Regions from separate parts of the Mus musculus genome. Here region 1 is linked to region 2. The links are chromatin contacts, called in public promoter capture Hi-C maps. All regions are on one chromosome and are shown on one strand. Each heading gives the region's core, a stretch centred on a gene start, on an enhancer-like site or on the middle of the called end of the contact. The rest is flanking DNA. Distances are from core to core; before and after follow the strand shown. Region 1 holds the start of Pdcd7 (programmed cell death 7). Region 2 holds the start of Rpl4 (ribosomal protein L4).

The links. Capture Hi-C pulls out chosen DNA fragments and counts their contacts.
Region 1: a promoter capture Hi-C map of adipose tissue shows a contact between it and region 2, with 3 times the contacts expected there. The contact joins the promoter of Pdcd7 here to the promoter of Rpl4 in region 2. A contact is called at or near these places in 15 of 39 promoter capture datasets (the 3T3-L1 cell line, the C10 cell line, the HPC-7 cell line and 11 more), 12 of 484 Hi-C or Micro-C datasets (CD4 T cells, CD8 T cells, the MNK3 cell line and 5 more), 5 of 115 datasets of contacts at active chromatin or transcription factors (astrocytes, embryonic hindbrain, large pre-B cells and 2 more) and 2 of 9 other capture datasets (adipose tissue and liver).

Annotation. Positions count from the first base shown.
Region 1 is chr9:65,343,456-65,348,053 of GRCm38.p6, reverse strand. It overlaps Pdcd7 (programmed cell death 7), which reads right to left and starts at 1,986. Exons shown (of 5, transcript NM_016688.2): 1 at 1,046-1,986. The coding sequence starts at 1,912.
Region 2 is chr9:64,171,805-64,176,182 of GRCm38.p6, reverse strand. Rpl4 (ribosomal protein L4) reads right to left here and starts at 2,796. Exons shown (of 10, transcript NM_024212.4): 1 at 2,750-2,796; 2 at 1,188-1,359; 3 at 883-989; 4 at 461-599; 5 at 1-91. The coding sequence starts at 2,752. It overlaps Zwilch (zwilch kinetochore protein), which reads left to right and starts at 3,252. Exons shown (of 19, transcript NM_026507.4): 1 at 3,252-3,365. The coding sequence starts at 3,292. Gm23344 (a small nucleolar RNA gene) reads right to left here and starts at 1,135; the gene lies at 1,068-1,135. Snord16a (small nucleolar RNA, C/D box 16A) reads right to left here and starts at 751; the gene lies at 661-751. It also overlaps Gm22571.

The DNA.
Region 1 (4,598 bases), core at 737-3,236, 1.2 Mb before region 2:
ATGCAGTGCACATACACACACAGGCAAAACAATCACAAAACCCAAAATAAATAACTCTGAAACAACAATAACAATAGTAATAGCATTCAAAGGAAATGAGGATGTCTTCAACCTACACTTGGCAAATCCTACTTTCTCCCGGGTTCTACTGAAGAACATGAGACAGACAAGCTTTGAAGTCATACAACTTGGGACTAAATCTGAGGTAATATTGGTATACAGGCTTGTGTGACTGCTGTCAAGTTAGCTGCTTTAAGTCTCAGTCTGTAAAATTAGGGTAATGAATTCCTCGGGATTGTGTGCAGGACACTAGTGTAGTGTCTACTATAGATATGAGTACTGAACAGGGGTAAGGAAGGCATGGACAAAACAGCACAGCAACCTGAGAGACCAGTGGGACCGGGCTATGCACACTCTCCAAAAATAACCGGAGTATCTCATGGGCCTTGTGGCTGCCAATCTGTTGACAGTGTTTTCCTTTCTAATCTGCACTTGCTACTTACTGCATTGTTTTTGAATATAGTTTTCCTGCTATTTTTACAATTTTGTGTGAGTCCTTAATTCAATCATTTGAGTAAGAGGCCAAGTACCTGGAAACACCTGATCCAGACAGACCCACTCCACCGGATACACTGGTATTCATAGTATCAAACCAAAACAAATGAACCCGGGAGAGAACTATTATCAACCTCATCAGCCAATTATGTTATAAAGGTTTCTAGGTGTGGTCCAAGTCCTCTACATTTGCATGCTTTAGGACAGTATAAAAGATACTGCTCTGCATCTTCAGTAAGTGGATCCAACTTTGAAGCAGGACACAAGAGGTGTGTCCTCCCAGAAATGCACCAGTGTAAACCTGTCGCGTGTTTAAGGGACTTTATAGTCCAAATTCTAGAGTTTTATGCACCACACATCGTCAACAAGGAATACAGAGCAAAGAAGTGGCAAAGGCTAGCTTTCGCGGATAAGCATACAAGTTAACTAGCACGCAGATTCGAGTTCCAGACACCACAGCTCCAACCACCGAGCGCATACTGGTTCTCACCCGCTTCTTTTCCTCCACTTCCTGCACGCACTTCACCCTCCAGCGGTCAATCTCCTGCTCCCGTTCCGTGGCCTGCGCGGCCTCCGCCTCCCGCTCAGCCTCCCGATCCCGGGCCCTCTCACGAAGCCGCAGCCGGCGGCGCCGGACCCTCTCCAGCCTCCGTCGCGCCTCGCCCACATAGGCGGCCTGGGCCAGCGGCTGCAGCCGCTCCGCTAGCTCCGCTCGTAGTGGCGCCGCCTGAGCGTGCAGGGAGGCCCAGGCTGCTCCGTCGGCCTCAGCCTCGCGCAGGGACTGCCCCAAGCTGCGTAGCCGCCGCACCAAACGCAAAGCGGAACGCAACCGCGCGCGGACTTCACCCAGGCTGGGCCCGGCGGGTGTGCGCGGGGTCCGGAGGCCACCGGGCCGCCGGGGGTTCCCGAACACCGCCTCCAGCCACTGCCGATCACGCAGGCGCTGCAGGGCCGCGTCTCCGAGCACGTCGGGCGGCGGCGGCGCCTCCGCCCAGCGCGGGCTCCAGGGCGGCCCGGGACCTGGAGGCGGTGGCCGTGGACGCTCGACGGCGTCGGGCCCCGGGAAGGGCCGGCACTGCGGCGGCGGCGGCGGCAGCGGTGGGGGTGGCACCGGGAAGAAGGCGCCGCCACCGCCACCGCCGCGGGAGGCCTCGGCTGGCGCGCGGGGCTGCAGGGCCAGCGGAGGCTGGAGGAAGGGGGCGGAAGCCCCCGGGAAGGGGCCGGGTCGCTGGGGAAGGGGCGGCGGGAAAGCCGGAGAGGGCAGCGGCGGGGGCGGACAGCCGAATGGAGCGGAAGGCGGTGGCTGCGGAGGGGGAGGTCCCTGACGGCTCTGGGCGAAAAAAGGTGGCAGAGCCATGTCTGTAGTGCAGCGGTTGGGAGCAGTGACAGTAATCTGGGAACTTCTTTATCCGGGTTCCAGGAGGAAGTGACGTGTATAACGTGCGACCGGTGCTTGACTCACTTCCCGGAAGCGAGGCGTAGTGCAGGACCTTGGTTTGTCGTGCCAGGAAGCTTGAACCTTCCCAAACCACCAAGGATCCGTCTCCGATGTTAGGGTTTATTTCGGGCTCAGGCTCGGGCTCTCCTCCAAATCGACCTTAACACAGCAGGACAGAAAGAGAAGGCGGAGCAGCCCTGAACCCTCAGTAGAACAAGTTTTTATAGAAAAATAAAAGCTGAAAGGAAATAAAACTTGAGACATGTGATTCATGTAATTTATGTCAAATAGCCCAAAGAGTTGTTTGTGAGCTTTGAAACCTGGGGCTGAGAACATAGCAGAACAGGCCAGGACATGCCCCCCTATCTCCCGCCCTTCTGACAGTCTGTTGATGTTTAAATGAACCAATCATGTGAAACCTCGCCAATTCCTCCCCCAGCCCCATCCCTTTTCTATAAAAATCCCTAGCTTCCAAGCGTCAGAGTCGAAACCACTGTCTCCTGTGTGAGATACGTTTCGAACCGGAGCTCTGCCATTATGGCTCCACCATGTGGTCGACACCTCTGTCTCCTGAGGGAGATATATGTCGGCCCGGAGCTCCGTCATTAAACTACCTCATGCTTTTACATCAAGATGGTTGTCTGTTCGTGATTCTTGGGTGCGCTCCGAATGGAAATTGAGTGGGGGTTTCCCCACTAGGTTCTTTCAAAGCGAGGGAGGGGTTGTCCAGTCTGGCAAGCATCTAATAGAATGACTATAAGCCAATAGTTGGGTGCCCTGAATCGTGCATTTGATCACAAACAGTTTGAAAGTACATCTGAAACAATCAAACTAATCTTTGATTAACTGTTGCTAGGAAGTAGCTAGGGATTAACTCTGGCCAAGGACAAGCCATGGGGTCCTTTCTGGTATTTTGGTGCAGCTTGAGTTCTGCTTTTTTCTTTTCTTGAAGATGGAGGCTGGTCCCAAGATGGAGTAGGTTTGGCCTCTCCAATTCAGTCTTGAATTCAGAAATCCTGATGATTGTTAACGTTCTAGAGGGACTAGAGACACGGTCTGAAGCTCCGGCTAAGATCTGAAAGACAACAAAAAGTTATGAGAGGAACACAGGATGGAAGCAGCAGGTACTAGTGATTTGCAGTATGTCTGCTGGGGGTCGAAAGAATGCAGGGTGTAAAACACAGAAACACAAAGAGAAGCTAGGTGGTCTTGGAGAGATAGATGTTACAGTGTCCATATGTCATATTGATAGAACCTAGTGGGGAAACCCCCACTCAATTCCCGATTTGGTGTGCACCCAAAACCCAAAAAATCACGAATAGACCGTCTTTGATGTAAACACACAAGGTAGTTTAATGATGGGGTTCCGGACCAACATGCATCCCACACAGGAGATAACGGATGTTGGCCACAGGCTCGAAAGCTAGGGGTTTTTATGGGGTAAGGAGCTTAGGGGTGTGGAATTCAGCATAGCGACATGCTATTGGCTTATTCAAACATCAGCAGAAAAATTACATGTACGTGCAGGATGTCAGAGTTCTATGAGTTGTTGACTCAGTTCAGATAGCCCTGTTATGTCCTCACATTCCTCTTTATCTTTATGGTCAAGCTGTTCCCAGGAATGTTTTAACTATGGGGCATGCCCGGGTTTGTTTTTCTTTTTTCTCAGCCCCAGGCAGCCTCTAGGCTCACAAACAACCAGCAATTTCTGAGTACTTTATATGACATACAGGTCTTGAAATTTCATCTTTCTTTCAATATCTTTGATTTGCTTTGATCTTCTGGCTGTTCTGGAACTGGTTCCCTAGACCCAGCTGGTCTCGAACTCAAAGAGATCTGTCTGCCTCTGCCTCCCCAGTGCTGAGATTCAAGGCATGAGCCACCACTGCCTGGCTCCAGGGTGTCATGTTTTAAAAGAAAAGAAGGAAGGAAGGAAGGAAAGAAGGGAAAGGTAAGGAAGGAAGAAAGGAAGAAGGAAAGAAAGAAAGAAAGAAAGAAAGAAAGAAAGAAAGAAAGAAAGAAAACTGACTAATGGCTATAAGCCAGAATTGTAAAGGGAAATCCTTCCATCTTATTAGTTAAAAAAGTTAAACTTCTTTGGTATAAACTTAAGACTCACATTCAGCTGTAAGAAACAATACAAAGGAGCCTGCGTGTCCTTTATCCTGGTTTCCCAACTTGCAACATCTTACAAAGCTGCAGTGCATTTTCCCTTTTAGAACCACACCATTTTTATCCCTTAATCCACCTTCTGAAATCTCAGTTATCACTAATTCACATACTAAAAGAGTTGTGTGTGTGTGTGTGTGTGTGTGTGTGTTCACTAATCCAGGAGTGCACTCACAAGGAGGCTCAGAAAGCACAGTGTGCTATCAGAACTGGAGATTTATCTATCTGTGTTTTATTAGTATTATTCCTGACAGGATCCCATAAAATGAATTTATACTTCTGTTTGATCATTTTGTTCCTGGGGGAGATTAAAGTCATGTACCACCGCCACCTTGTTCACTAAATCTAGAATTTAAAAAACTACTAATTTACAGAGATCTACTTGCCTCTGCTGTGATTAAAGGCACGATCTACCATAGCCCTGCTCAAATATTTT
Region 2 (4,378 bases), core at 1,547-4,046:
AGCAGCTGAACAGCCTCCTTGGTCTTCTTGTAACCTTCAACCTTATCTTCAACCACCAGCGGCAGCTCAGGAACCTCCTCAATACGATGACCTAACAAAACCAATTTAATACTTAACAGCAAAGTCTCATCTTTCCCCCCAGAAACACTGTTCCAGAACTCAAAAGATACTGTCTCTGCTTTCAGTGGCAGATGTCTCACTTTGCACCACACCTCAAAATAAACCATCATGCAATTTGCGCCAAATCAGAATTTCCACTAATATCATGCGTTTCAGAAACACGGACCATTAAGTGGAATTTCATCATTTTGACAGTCAAGAACATTATAAGAATGTGATAAGAGCCTACTATGTTGATGTAAGCATAAGTGACTTTAGCAGGCAGAGAGAAACAGAATTCATGAAAGCAATTTACTTAGGTACAAGTTAAAACTAAATGTCACATATCAAAGCATCAGACCTTTAGACATCACCAAAGCTGGTAAGGCCGAGGCAGCCAGGGCAGAACAGATGGCATATCGTTTTTGGGTTGTATTCACTCTGCGGTGCCAACGACGCCAGGTTTTGGTTGGTGCAAACATGCGTCCCCCACGACACATCTGTTTTCTTTGTCAAGAATTAACATCTTTTTCAAATTTAGAAAATTAACAAGATTACTACTTGCTCAGTAACAATGTTCGTCAACCTTCTGAACCAGCATACTGACAGCAGGCAACTGTCGCTGTGAACAGAGTAAGACGCAAATTACGACATCACTGCAAGTTCCCAGCCAAACATCTCCAGATTTTTGTCTAGAGAGACTCTAGTATGTTTAAACATGATTCAAATATTAATTAGCCTAAGTCCAGTTGGTCAGTTGCCAAGAGCACTAATCAAGGATACATTTCCAAAGGCACCCTGGCCAGATCGGTGGGTCCCACCACCTCGAACTCTTGGAATTCGAGCCACAGCTCTGCCAGTACCCCAAGACTCAGCACTGGTCTGATGACCTAAAATTGGGAAGAACAAAAGGTTTAGGAACTAACTCATAACAAACCCATGACTTAAAACTAATGCATGATAAAGGCAGTATCAGAATAGCCAAGGAAAATCATGTAGTTCAGAAACACGGACCAATGGAATCTCATCATTTACTGCAAAGGAGCCCTGGAAAGTATATAACCATGATGACGAATGCAAATCCATACCTGCCAATTCACTGACGGCATAGGGCTGTCTGTTGTTTTTCCTCAAGTTGGTGTGAACGAAGTTCACAATATCTGGTCGAATGGGAGCTTTGAACACAGCTGGCAAAGTGACATTCTTGCCAGATGACTCTCCCTTTTCGGAGTACACCGATATGAGGGGACGGGCACAAGCCTTGGAAGGAATAAAAAAAGTAACTAAAACAGAGGAAGTACCATCTCCTGTATTTGAAACCTAGATTTTAAAGCCCACATTATTAGTACTTGCAAACAGATATGACTCCCTGGGGACTAGGAAGGCAGGTGTTAACTGTGTGAGACAGGAAATACAATGCCAATAAAACCATATAATGTTATAATAATAATAATGGATTCACTTAAAAATAATCAAGAGTACTTATATTGACAACATTGGAGACACATTCATCCCATAATTAAATGTCAAGAGCTTGATATCTGGAGACAAATATGTAAATACAGAAGTAAAAGTCCCAATATTTGAGGCCATATACAGGCCAATCTGTGGAATCAGTTTGAGGCAAGTATTGCTTTGCAGGAGACCCCAAATTCAAGCAACACAGTAAACCACCACTGGGTTTATCATTTCAATAGTTTTACAGCAAAAGGACAACCTGAAAATCTATCAATTTTAATGAGAAACAAACTTGGAAGCAACATTATAAAAACTGTTCATAGATACTGTTTAATGAGGACATGTTAAATTAATTCTACCCTCACCAACTTCAGCAAAGCTGGCCTGCTCATTTATCCAATGTTCCAGACCCCTTCAAATTCAGAAACGTTTTGATACTCTGAAAGACTCTTAACTGAGGATTCCACCAGCACTTAGGTCTGACCTATTTCCCATGTGCCCTTCCAGATACTATACCATCTCTTCTACTATACCCCCCTTTAAGTCGTCTCACAATAGGACAACCTATCTAGTCGGTTTAACGATGAATCTAACAGTCTCCAAATTACTGTGGTCAGAACAACCTTAATCCATCTACAGATAAACATTCGTGGTAAAACAATATACTAATTACTACTGAAAACTCGCTTAAGATTCAAAGGTCTAGATTACATCATATAAAGTAACGAAGACATGCATTTCCAGAAATTGTCTTAAAGAGGTGAAGGCAATCTTCCTGGAAAGCATAAATTCAGATATCCTTCAGCCCTTTTCTTTGAAGACAATTTCTCCGGACTGAAAGCACATGACCCGCCACGGCCTGTGCGGAGTTGTCATCGGACGATCTCGAACCCCTGACAAGTCTCTGGCATCAAAACGCTCGGCTTCCAGCAACCCTGCTTAGAACTAAGCAAAGCTTAGAACTAAGAAAAGCTAAGATCCCAAAGGTTCCTCTACCATCCACCTGGCGCTGTTGCCCACGTTGCCTCTAAGATGGCTGCCTCAGCGCCCACAACTCAGCTCCGGCCAGAAAAGGTGCTAGGTTTCCTTTCCCTCGTCTCCTCTCTGCAGATTCCATGTTCTGAACCTTCGCCCTCCTCTATAGCCGCCCCCCAGACCAGGGGGAAGCCCAGTGTAGAAGACCTCCACTCACCATGACGGGGAGAGGAGAAGGCCACGCTCCTCTCTACCCGGCTGCTCCCACAGGAAAAGGAAAGACTTGTCACTTGTACTCTATATATCCTTCCACTCGTCTTCCGCATCCTGCCCCTTATCAAAATCAAATTAGAGACACGATCTATCTTTCTGCTACATGTAAAAATTTCAAAAGGTAATATTATTGCGTGACGTGTGTTAAAATTATGTATTCATTTTTTTTAAAGTTAAAAAGAGTGATTAGAAAGGAGGGACTCTTTTTCGCGGAATAATTCGTAACTCGTCACAACTCTCGCGAGAATTATCTTTCTCCTCATCCCGCCCACCCTCATCATAACATCTCTTTTAGTCCATTTTTTCCCCCCTAACAGAAATGGGAGACTTTTGGAATAGTAAATTGAGGGGATGCTCTACTAAATTAAAGCAATGTGTTAGCGTTGAGTACAAACCGAACTTAAAGCGTGAAGTAGTTCCGGCGGGGCGGGGTCATGGCCTCTGACGTCATTGTCTGGGCGCGCAGTTCAGTTTAACTTCTTAGCAATGGACGGAGGCCACGGCGGTATGTGGTCGCGAATGAACCGCGCGGCGGAGGAGTTTTATGCTCGTCTCCGGCAGTGAGTTGTGGTTGGGGAATGGGATGGTACTTGTCCCTCCCCTGCCGGTGGTGTTTGCCACAGCTGGCTGCCGGCTTTCCTGGACCTGGGATGTGAGAGGCAGCCAGGGCTCTGCGGAGGCCTAGGCTACTGCCGGCCTCCGGAGAAAACACCCGAGCTTACCCAAGGGAGGCAAGATGGCAAAGCAGTGTACGGATTGGACTGATGTACACGCTTCTAAGTAGAGGCTCCTGGGACACAGAGAGCTAGATGTCATCGGGCCTCAAGCTCAGAAACGGACAGAATCCGCATCGACCCTCCTCGGCAGCCTCCTGATGCCGAGATGAGAGGCGTGAGCCGTGCCACAAATTCACTGTGTTCCCTCAGTGAAATTCTGTCAACTTCTACATCCTGTGTGAAAATCTAAGTCAGCGACTCACATCAGAATCACCCACAGGGTTGCCAAAATATACATTGACTGGCTCAGCCTCTGAGATTTTTGATTTCGTAGGCCTGATGTGAAGACAAAAAACTTTAATTCTAGGTGCAAGGTGTTGCTAGTTGGGTATAGCCCATTAGTCTCTAAATGCTATCATTTTTAACTGCCATTATTGCCCCTCCTGTTTACAAAAGCAGTAATAATTTTTCACTACTACAGGAAAAGAACTAATGTGCTTTTGTTTTTTAAGATAGTTTCAGAGCCCGGCGTGGTGGCGCACGCCTTTAATCCCAGCACTCGGGAGGCAGAGGCAGGCGAAGTTCGAGGCCAGCCTGGTCTAGAGAGTGAGTTCCAGGACAGCCAGAGCTATACAGAGAAACCCTGTCTCGAAAAATCAAAAAAAAAAAAAAAAAAAAAAAAAATAGTGTCTCTGTGTAACCCTGTCTGTCTTGGAACTCAATCTGTAGAGTAGGCTGGCCTGGAACTCAGAGATCCGGCCGCCTCAGCCCTCAGAGTGCTGGGGGTCAAAGGCGGGAGCCACCACTGCCCAGCTAAAACTAGTGGGTTTTAGTGGTTGGGTTTTTGTTGTTGTGTT